Regions from separate parts of the Gossypium hirsutum genome. Here region 1 is linked to region 2. A link is a contact called in public Hi-C data. All regions are on one chromosome and are shown on one strand. The core of a region is the stretch at or near the end of the contact, and the rest is flanking DNA. Distances in the headings are between cores, read along the strand shown.

Evidence for each region. A called contact is a pair of places that touch in the nucleus more often than the background predicts.
Region 1: a Hi-C map of leaf shows a contact between it and region 2, with 3 times the contacts expected there. The contact joins two enhancer-like sites. A contact is called at or near these places in 5 of 34 Hi-C or Micro-C datasets (hypocotyl and leaf).

What each region holds. Positions count from the first base shown.
Region 1 is chrA12:80,670,492-80,676,031 of Gossypium_hirsutum_v2.1, reverse strand. No RefSeq gene overlaps it. Among protein-coding and RNA genes, the nearest start is that of LOC107916043, 57 kb to the right of the region's middle. Within about 2 kb of position 1,896, at least 4 of the 9 cell types and tissues checked have an H3K27ac peak or open chromatin away from gene starts, as enhancers often do. A contact at or near this core is called in leaf, where this site is marked.
Region 2 is chrA12:80,544,584-80,549,776 of Gossypium_hirsutum_v2.1, reverse strand. No RefSeq gene overlaps it. Among protein-coding and RNA genes, the nearest start is that of LOC107923692, 25 kb to the left of the region's middle. Within about 2 kb of position 1,481, at least 9 of the 9 cell types and tissues checked have an H3K27ac peak or open chromatin away from gene starts, as enhancers often do. A contact at or near this core is called in leaf, where this site is marked.

The DNA.
Region 1 (5,540 bases), core at 647-3,146, 130 kb before region 2:
TCGCTTGAGTTTTATTTAAAATTTAATTGGTTTTGGGACTATAAAATTATTTGGACTGTGGTTTGGATTTTATTTTGTTTTGGGGTTTTCATGCATGCATATTCGACACGTTATTTTGGTTTTAAAGTACATTTTGAAATTGGACAATGCATGATACTTGGCTTAATGTTAAAATCGGATGTAAACTGAGTTTTCCCCTACAATAAAAGATAATGAGGTTTTGTTGATTGAAATAACGAGCAATGTGTTTTATAAACCACACAAACGCTAATAACATGACCTAAGGATCGTTGACTTAATTAATGAAATGTTTTCTAGAATAATAAAGGTACACTGCGATTTTTCTTAAAAGAGCAAGTAACTAAGGTTTTCAAAGAATGGTAAGGTATCTAAGCCACGCAGGTGGCTAATGTGATCGTAATAATTTGACCATAACGTCTAGGCCGGATTGGAGAGGTTACAATAAATAACTTAGTAAGTTTCATATGAACTTATTTGGTAAAAACGACAACAAATGAAACATCGAGGATTAATCCGCAATGTTGCATTTTCCTCAATTATCCTCTGGTTGATGCAAATCCCTATTTATACGACAATTCATTTTAGTTTATCAATTTTAAATACCTTATAACATCTTATTATATGCATATGACAATTTAATTTCACTTTTAAAAAGTTCTTTAAAGGTTTGCCTTTCATTCAATTTAGTCCCTAAAACCAAAAGTACCATAACTTTCAAATTTGAGCCTCAATTTCGAAACTGATCCCAATTTCATCCTTCTATATCCCTCTATTATCTATATTTACAAAAATTTAACGTAAATTTTGAAATTTATGCACTTTAGTCCCTAAGTTAAAAAACTAGCAATTAAACTTTACAAACTAGTCATTTTTCACTTCTAAGCTTAAAATGTAACAAATTAACTCCAATTTCATCAGGTATTGGAAACTTTAGAAAATTTTAACAGTTTTACAAATTGGTATCTGGGTTAGCTAAATCAAACTCCCGGGACCTCAAAACATAAAAATTACAAGAAAAGAACTTGAATTAGTAGTAAGTTGGGCGTCTGCTACTTAAGTGAAATTGGTGCATTTTATGGTCTTAGATATGCGTGCCTAACAAACCTAACAGAATTTTTAATTCCGTTGTAATGGTAAGTTGCATATAACAGCTTAGGCTCTTGTTATTCAGTATGCAAAAATTTGAATGAATTGTTTTCTTCTTCGTCTCTCGTTTTCTTCTCCTTTCTGTTTTTCTTTCCTTTTTTCTGACTCTTTTCTTAACAGCTGCATCAAGGGGTTTCTCATCAAGATCGGCTTATGATGCTCTCTGGTACAAGCTGATCAAAAATGGAGGAAACTTTGGGGTTATAAGGGTCCACAGCGGGTAAAAATGCTCGGATTGACTGATAAGCTATTGACTAGCGTGAATCGGGTAAAAAGACATTTGAGATGATAGAATATGTCAACTGTGTAGTGAAGAAGAGGAGGATACAGACCACGAATATTATTGATTGGACTTTCACATATATAATTGCTCTATCACGTTTTGCCGAGTCGGATAGTGATTGGGATATCAGACTTGGCTTTTTAGTCTACCTCTTATGGTAGCGGTACAATAAGAAACTATTTAATCAAGATTTTGTAGAGTGTGAATCTGTCTTGCAACAAGTTAACTGGTTAGCCATTGAGACCAGTAGGGCGAGTGCTGATGGGGTACTTGTTAGTAATGTGAAACAGAGGGTTGAGTCACTGGTTCGCTAGTTAAAGCTAAGAGGGGGTGCTTAAGGTTAATACAGACGGGGAGTGAAATAGTGGCATAAGTGCGACTATGGCCGGGGGTGTTATCCGGATAATAATAGAGATTGGCTAGTGGGCTTCCCTATGAATATTGGGACGTGTTCGGTTATGGAAACAAAGCTTTGAGGAGCCTTGGAGGGACTCCAACAGGCTTTGACACCTGGGAGTGAGTGCCTCTCAATCCAATCTTACCACTGAACAAGAGGATAATCATGGTGCTAAGATTGGATTGGGAGGTTGAAGTTTCCATGTTTATCGTGAGGGTAATAAAGTTGCCAATGCACTGGCAGCAATGAGATTCTCACAAGCAATTGTTGTTCACAAGTTTACACAAGCCCCAAATGGAAATTGTTGTCTAATTGAGGGCGATTTTTAATAGTATCGGTACTCATAGACTAACTGTGCTTTAATCAATTCTTTTACTTACAAGAAAAACATTTAGCTTAGTGATGTAATTTTAATATTTACATATAAGACTAAAAGGTTAAAGGTTAATATTGTATTAATTTATAAATAAATTTTGAAAAAATATATACCTAATATATTATTATCAATTCAAATGATTTTTTTTATCGAATTTTATAATTAAATTGATTTATTATCTGTTTAAATATTCTTTGATTCTTAAATAATGTGTGAATCAAATAATTCATTAATTTTATTTCAATCAATCTGATGAATCCATTCATCAATAAAATTTTAGTAGATGTATTAAAATTGAGGACCCAAATCTTTGGGTTTGAAAAAGCATACCTTTGCTCACCCGTTAATGGGCTAAGCTTGTGAGTTGGATTAACCCACTAGAGATGATTGTGAAAGTGGGCAAACAACATAACATCATTTAGATTCAATTAATATTGATGACTATAGGTGTAAAGTAGATAACTTTATTCGCAAGTTATTTATGTTGGATTTCATTGTTGAATTCAATATTAAGATTTTTAATAATATTGAAAAATTTAAATTCAAACTATAGTTTCATTTTTATTATAAATAATTGAGCTGAAGTTGGAAATGAAAATCAAGCTATTTTTAATTAGGTATTTATGTATAATTTAACAAGTTGTTCTATTTGTATCTTGAATCAAGCTCTGGTTTAAAATTGAAACTTGATTGAGGTAAAAAAAAATTTAAGTCTCACTTTCAGTAAACCTCGAATTTCTTACACATTAAACTTAGTTTGGCTCAAGTACAACTTAAAACATTTGAGAGTGTTTAATAAACTAAAAGATTTGGTGCTAAAAAAAATATATGTTGAAAAATTAAATATTAAATTTAAGTTATAAAATTTAGAGTTAAATATAAAAATAGTACTCAAATTTGTCCATTTCTTTCATGTTGGTACGTATATTTTTTTGCCTAAAATTGGTTCCCAATTTTTTTCCATCAACTAAATCGGTAATGTTGTTAAGTTTAAGACACGTGACAGAATAAAATTGTGACACGTAGTATAAATGATGTCATGATGATGTCATAATATAAAAAAATTTTAAAAAACTTTTTTTTCTCCGCCAATTTTCTATCATTCCGTTTTTTTTTTCCCTTTCTTCTTCTTCTTCCCTCAACCCAACTCGTGAAAATTTCTTCTTAAATTTGCAAACAAAAAAAAATCAATTTTGATAGATTTGAAATGGCTTCTTCAGAGTGTTCTTCGTTTCAAGGAAAAACAAAATCTAATTTCAAAATACTATTACAATGACTTTTGAACCAAAAAAAAAAAAACAAATCACCTCCCTTCCTGTTCAGTTTTCTGATGTTGTTCTTCACCTTACTTAGCTTTAATCATGGTAATTTGTTGTCATAAAGTGCAAATAAGCAAGGGGTATTATTTCCCTTTTTTTTTTTAGATTACTTTTCATGACTACAATAGTTCAAAGAATTAAAAAATAAACCTTCCTCCACAAAACATTAATGCCCAATCTTCACCTCCCTTTTCTCTCCCCATTAAGCCCTCAATCCCCAACACCAAAACCCCCAAATTCACCCCATTAGCTTCCATTATAGCACCCTATAACAACCCCCAAACACAAACTCAGTCCCCACTCAATGATTTAGGGTAAAAAAAGGGAGCTGGCTTTGTTAACTGGTGAATAGCTTTTACAGTGGATTTTAGAGCCTTCATTTTATGGTGAAGTTTTTACGTTTATTGTGGGAAAAAGAAATCTGTTTGTTTCTTTTGTTTTTTCATTGGAGTAGTTGATCTTCAGGTGATAATTGTATGCTTTAGATGAGTCTTCTGTTAAGAGATCGCCGATATTTTATATTTCGCTGAAATTTGTTTTTATTGTTGATTCCTTTAGATTTGGTATTTTTGGTAGATGTGTATTTTTGTTTGGTTACTGAGAAAGTGCAGGGAATGAAACGGAATTTTATATTTTTGTTTAAGGGAAGAAGAAGAAGAAAAAGAAGGGGAAAAAAAACCACAGAAAAATTGGGGGAGAAAAAAAGGGTTTTTAAATCTTTTTTAGATTATAACTTGACCGTGACATCATTTATGCAATGTGTCATAATCTTATTCTAAAACAAGTCTTAAACTTAACGGCATTAGACTCAAATATCGATTTAGTTGACGAAAAAAAATTGAGTACCAATTTGAGCAAAAAAAAACTATAAGTATCAATCTCGAAGAAGTGGACAAGTTTGGATTCTAATTTATATTTAACCCTAAAATCAATTTGATATATTACTTAAAATTAGGTACAAAATATAATTAGATTGTTTGATAAATATAAAATTTAAATTATAAAAAGATTTTATTCTACATATTATCCTTAATGTTTAAACATTTCACTGCCTTATTGTAAACAAAATCAAATTTTAAACATAATTTTTGTACAGAAAAATATTATATTAAAATAAAAAAAATAGAATTAATTGAAAATACTATTAATTAAGTGATAAATAGAATTGATCTACTTATCATTTTTCACACATTTAACACACATTTAATTGACAAATTTTTTTGAGTTGTGTTTGTTTTAGATTATCAAATGTATGTAACAAAATTAAAATATTAAAAATATTATTTTTCAATTGATTTATTTTTTCAATAATTTATCAAACAATGTTTCAAATTGTAATAATAAAATAAAATTAGGCACATTTTAGGTTTTTCATTTTCTTTTAAATCACTATTACTATCAATGCATTTGCAAAGTCACATAATAATTGGATTTTAATGTAATTATTTGTAATTATATTTACGTTGTTATGAAGATCTTATTAAGTGGATGTCCATTAAGATCAAGATAAATTTTGATGTACTTTAAATTCTAATAGTCATTAGAATTAGATCAAGACTTCATTTATACTTCTTATGCCTATAAATAGAGACTTTGGAGAAGTTTTGTATAGATTCCAATTAATCAATAAAAATATGCTCTCTCTTTGCTCTGTCATTCTCTTTGTTCTTTATTCTCTGTCTTTTATTTTATAAAAAGTTATCAGTATAAATCTCTTTTAATTGTTTTTCTCCATAAGTCACAAAAATATCCCAAAATTTGCTATTGTCCATTGCCTCCTAGAGTTGCTGCTATTCCAATTGAGGCCTACGCACTATGGGCAATCATTAAGGCCTTTAACCACTCAGCCAGGGTGATAACGATGATGTTAAATAATTTCATGTATACTTAACTATGATTTATTTATTATATCATGCTTATATAATTGGAGACTAATCATGACAACATGAATAGATAGATTTTGATTTGAAATCCACGCATGTTTGCGACGGTGATTAT
Region 2 (5,193 bases), core at 232-2,731:
ATATCTCTATCATTTTAATATTATTATCACATTGATTATTTACTTCAATCTATACCTAGCTCTTTCATTCATTTATTTTTATTCCATATCAGTTTTGCTTTGCATTACTTTGAAAGTCAATTCTTGTTTTCTAATTGATTTTAATAATCAAGGCAACGTACCGATTTAACATCAAGTCATCGATTTCATCGCTATGTTGGGTGAACATCAATTGACTCGTATTAAAACGGTATGTCCTTCTAAAAAATCAAAAGATTAAAAATTCTCATGTTTCAATCGGATCACATCTAAGTGTTACATTGAACTTGCATTTTTGAAAATCAAGACAACACATGTTTATAAGATACCAATTTTGGGCGTCGCGAGGGTGCTAATACCTTCCTCGCGCGTAACCGACTCCCGAACTCTAATTTTTATTTGGCTTTTGACGTAGACCTAAACTCGACTTTCTTTTTAAAAAAAGAAATCTAATAGGTGTCCGATCACACCTAAGAAAAAGGATCAGTGGCGACTCCCTTTTATTTCAAAATCAAACCTCAGTTTCTAAACTTTCAATCAAACACCCTAATTAGCGACCAAAGCTAAAATTTTTACGTCGCTACAAACCTCTTAGAAGATATTTGTGAACTCACATAAACTGCTGAACAGAGAAATTTAGTTGAACTAACACTGTCACGAACTCCTAATAATCATCTGATGGTAGAGAGCCATAATATAGACTAAAATAGTATCATTCCAGAGAAACCAAATCCTTCTAAAAAACCCAAAGCTTCTATCTTAAAAGAATTATCAAACCTTAGCTTACCAATGATCCCATCTGCTCGAAGACCACTTATCCGAGTCTTAAAAACACAAAAAATATATATGGATTAAACTCCCACCTATATTTAGCAACAATTTTATGGAACCGAAGATGTCCCATTCCTCGATAATTCCAAAAAATAATTTTTGTGTCCATAGCTAGTAACAATAAACCAAAGCATCAAAACATATCCATTAGTGACATAAAAAAAATCATGAGGAAATAACCACAGTACCTCCACAATCTGCATCTATCTTCTTATTGCACAAAGTCAAATGTTTATCACTGTTATCGTGTGTAACTATATTATCAATTACCCTAACAATTTCCTCCACAGCTACTCCTACCTCTACCATCTTATTCCCTGAATCATTCAACGCCCCATTTGGTCGTTTACTCCATTGGAAACGTAGTTTAGAAGCTAAGGAAGATTTCGAGTTAATATCACCCAGACCGCGACTGCAAAAAATGAAATGCCTATTTTCCTTCCCTCTTGGCCCTTCTACATTAACACAAACTAAAGTCTGGACAACCTTATGTTTCGCATTATCCAACTTAGAACATTAACTTGCTCAAAATTGGTACCCAACAAACCATTATGATCTATACCCACCGACCTACTAGAGCCATTAGAAGACTTCAAAGCCTGTTGAGCCACCTTAAGCCCACTAACAATATCAATCCCCTTCCCTTTACTTTTTACCTTTTCCATTACCCACTGAAACCCTATCTCCTATATCCCTAGCCATTACTTCATCCCTCCTCACACCTGGCTACGCATTTTGAGCCAAATCCATTAAATTTTCCAGCTGTCCATCAGTAATATCCCTTTGAATCTTGAGATCTCTTTCCAAATTCGGTGAATCAAAAGTGGCAAATCACGATCCACCCGCATCAACATTCCAACCACTTTCTTTTTGGCTATCTATTGAGTCCTTTCTCCTTCCTCGTTGTCTGCACTCCACCAACATCTACCGCCCAAAGCTTTCCTCCTCAACCGACTTCTGAACAGTAACTTCACCACATCCGGTTCCTACTGTTCAACTTTATCCACTGAGGAACTCGACTGGACCCCCCGACAAATCTCCGCACTATGACCATACAACCTGCAACTGAAGTGTACATTAGGCAAACCTTCGTATTCCACCTTCTACAATCGTTCCTCAACTCTAATCTTCTAAATCAAGGGCCTCCTTAGATCAATATTCACAGCCATACGAGCAAACTTCTCTCTTTTTACCTGCATAGTATTCATATCAATTTTAACCACTAGGCCAATAAGTTGTCTTATCGCCTTGAGAAGGCATTTCGAGTAAAAGCAATTCTAAGAACCCAGGTAACCTGATCCAAACCACTTGGCTATCAATCACATCCCTATCAGTGGAAAAGGAGGGAGTCAATGGTTGAACATATAAGTAGTGCCCATAAATCACCTATGCTCCACCCATAACCACACTTTCTAGATCCACCTTGTCAAGAAAACGAACAAGGTAAAAACTCTTCTCTAAATCCATAAGTTGAAAGAGATTTTTAGGTTTCCACAACATTTGCACCTTGTCAAGGAGCGTATAGAACCCAATATTTCTCCCAAGCAACTTAATCGCTAAAGAGGTCTCCATTTTCTTCTCTATAAAACTGTGAACACGATCAGAAAAATTAACTGATGGGATCCCATCCACCATCTCCGTCGTAAAGTCTCCGACTTGCAGCTAAAATTCAGCCTCCATTCAAGCATGCTCAGACAAGTTAACGCCTCCACCTATTAGCGTCTCCTTGTAATAAAACCTCAAATTTGATTTTGTAGTACTATTTGACCATTTCTATCTACCGTAGGATCCTCTGACTCTGGGAGTTGATCCACATGCCTTCTAACCTTCTTCGTGGCCCGGCCAATTCCACTATTCGACCTCGACGAATTCGAGCCAATCGCAAACTCCACGGGCAACCAAGTTTCAGACAGGGAGTTTTTTTTTTAAAGCTCCTACTTTGATGTTAAATAATAATGTAACTTTAATGGCTCCTATTATTAAAAATAAAATTAATAGTATTATCAATTTAAATCTATTGACGATACTATAAAAATATATAAATTAAATTATACCAAAATTAAAATAAAATATAAAAACTAAACTAAACTTTAGTTACTGAGTTAAATATAAATTCACAATGGATAAGATTCTTAAAATTAGAAATTTAAAACTATATAAAAAAATTAATAAAGACTTAATAATGTTTTGCTTTATAATCTTTGTGAATCAAAGAATATTAATATAGCTTTATAAACTAAATTATGTATTGAAGGTTGCTAAGATAATATTTCAAAAATATATAATTAATAATTTTTATAAAAGATTAATATAATAATCTATAATTATTAATAAAAAGTAAATACATGAATGCACGGTAATTGTTATGATTTGAGGCTTTGACAAGTGTTTTTTTTTTTTGTTTTTTTACAGGTTGGTAAATAAGAAAAATAAGGAGAATGTGAGGGAAAAGAAGAAATGATAAAAACTATATTTGTGTTATTTTTAAGTTAATCATTCTATATTTTAAATATATGGTGTTGATTTTATTTTTCAGGTTACATTTTAAGGTTTTTCATGTTAATGTTATTACTTTTTATTTTTATTTTGGAAATTTATTACATAAAAAATGAAATAAGAAACAAATAGGGAATATATTCTTTGTATGACCCTAAAAATACTTAGTAGTAGACCTGGGGATGACAAAATAAGAAATTTCAATAGGTTTTCACTTAAACAAGGAGTGGGGTTTTTCCGGAATCGGATTTTGGGAGGGTGGGTTTTGATCGGTTTGGATTTAGGAAAATTGTCTCTGCTCAAAATCCCCTTATACAATATTATTTTAAAATATATAATAATGAAATTTATATTAATATTTGCTCTAGTATATATTTTTTAATACAATGTCTACTTTTATCTTATAATCACTCACAATCTTAAATTAGAGGAAACATGCACTTAAGCATGTTCAAGCTTACGTCTTATTAATTGCTGCAATAGCAACAACAATATAAATTAATATTATAATTATTCCTAAAAAATAATTAATAGTATTGTTGAAAAATGAAAAAAAATTCTATTTTGATCTAAAAAGCTATGACATATCGAGTCGGAGTCAAGCAAAGCTTTAATTTTTCAGATCAGTTTTATGGTAGGTAATTAATATTTAATTTTGGATTGAGTTGGGATCGAGTTATGCTAAGGGTTTACCAAGTTGATGTCAAGGGTGAAGGGCAAAAACAGTCTCGCCCTATCTAGTAGTTATCACTAAATAAATCTACTCATAGACCAAATCATGACTTCACTTAAAAAAATTAAAGTTTAGATTAATTTTTGACTTGACTAGTTAACCCATTTTACTAATTACATATTAAATATATATTTTTAAATTAAATTCAAATAAGATTAAAGCATGAAAATTGTTGCACAAACTTGACCTAAAGTGATCTTGGACCACCCGATACATGAATAGCTGTACTTGAAAATTTCAAAAATTTAAGTGCTACACTGAAAAAGGTGAAACCACAATTTTCCCAATGAACTCTTGCTTTAACACTTTATTGGAGGAAAATGTGTTGACAATAATGATTATGCCACAGAAGGAAGAACTTGATTTTTTATGAAAAACAACTAGTAAGTGAATTGTGTTGATGCCAATCATTAAGTCTTGACTATTAGCATTACCTACAAACTTATACCAAGATTTTTAATGTTTTAACTAAAAAATTTGGTATATTTCTTTTTCAAAGTGAACAATAGAAATTTCTAAAAAAATGCATCGAATAGTGCAACATAGGAGGAAGAATATGTGGGGAAATACAATGTTTCATTTTTTTTATGGGATGGGTCAGGTTGGAATTAAATTTAAGTATAATATAAACATGATTTATATTTGTCTAAGTCTGGTGTAATCCAACACAAAATATAGACTTAAACTTTTGTCAAAGTCAACTAATATTTGTAAATAACTAATCTAAACTCATTTTAAGCTCATCCATTTTATTCTTAATTTTTTTTAAAGTATTTATGTTATTTAGTGATTTTATATATTTTTTATTTGTTAAAAAAATTATATATAGGTAACTCAACAATTTTTTAATGTTATATTATAATATTATCTATCACTATAGATTTAATTTTTATATGTTATAAATTATATAATACAATACATTAGATAATTAGAAAATGGGTCAGGCCAAGTTAGGCTCTAGCCTTGATTGTTGAGCTTAAGCTCAACTCATATTTTAAATGAACTTAAATTTTTATTTGCTTGGATTTTTTCTTGTTTAAATCATTTTATATTTTGAGTGGATTTTCGAACTTGAATGAGTAAACCAACCATTAATATATCATATTATAATATTG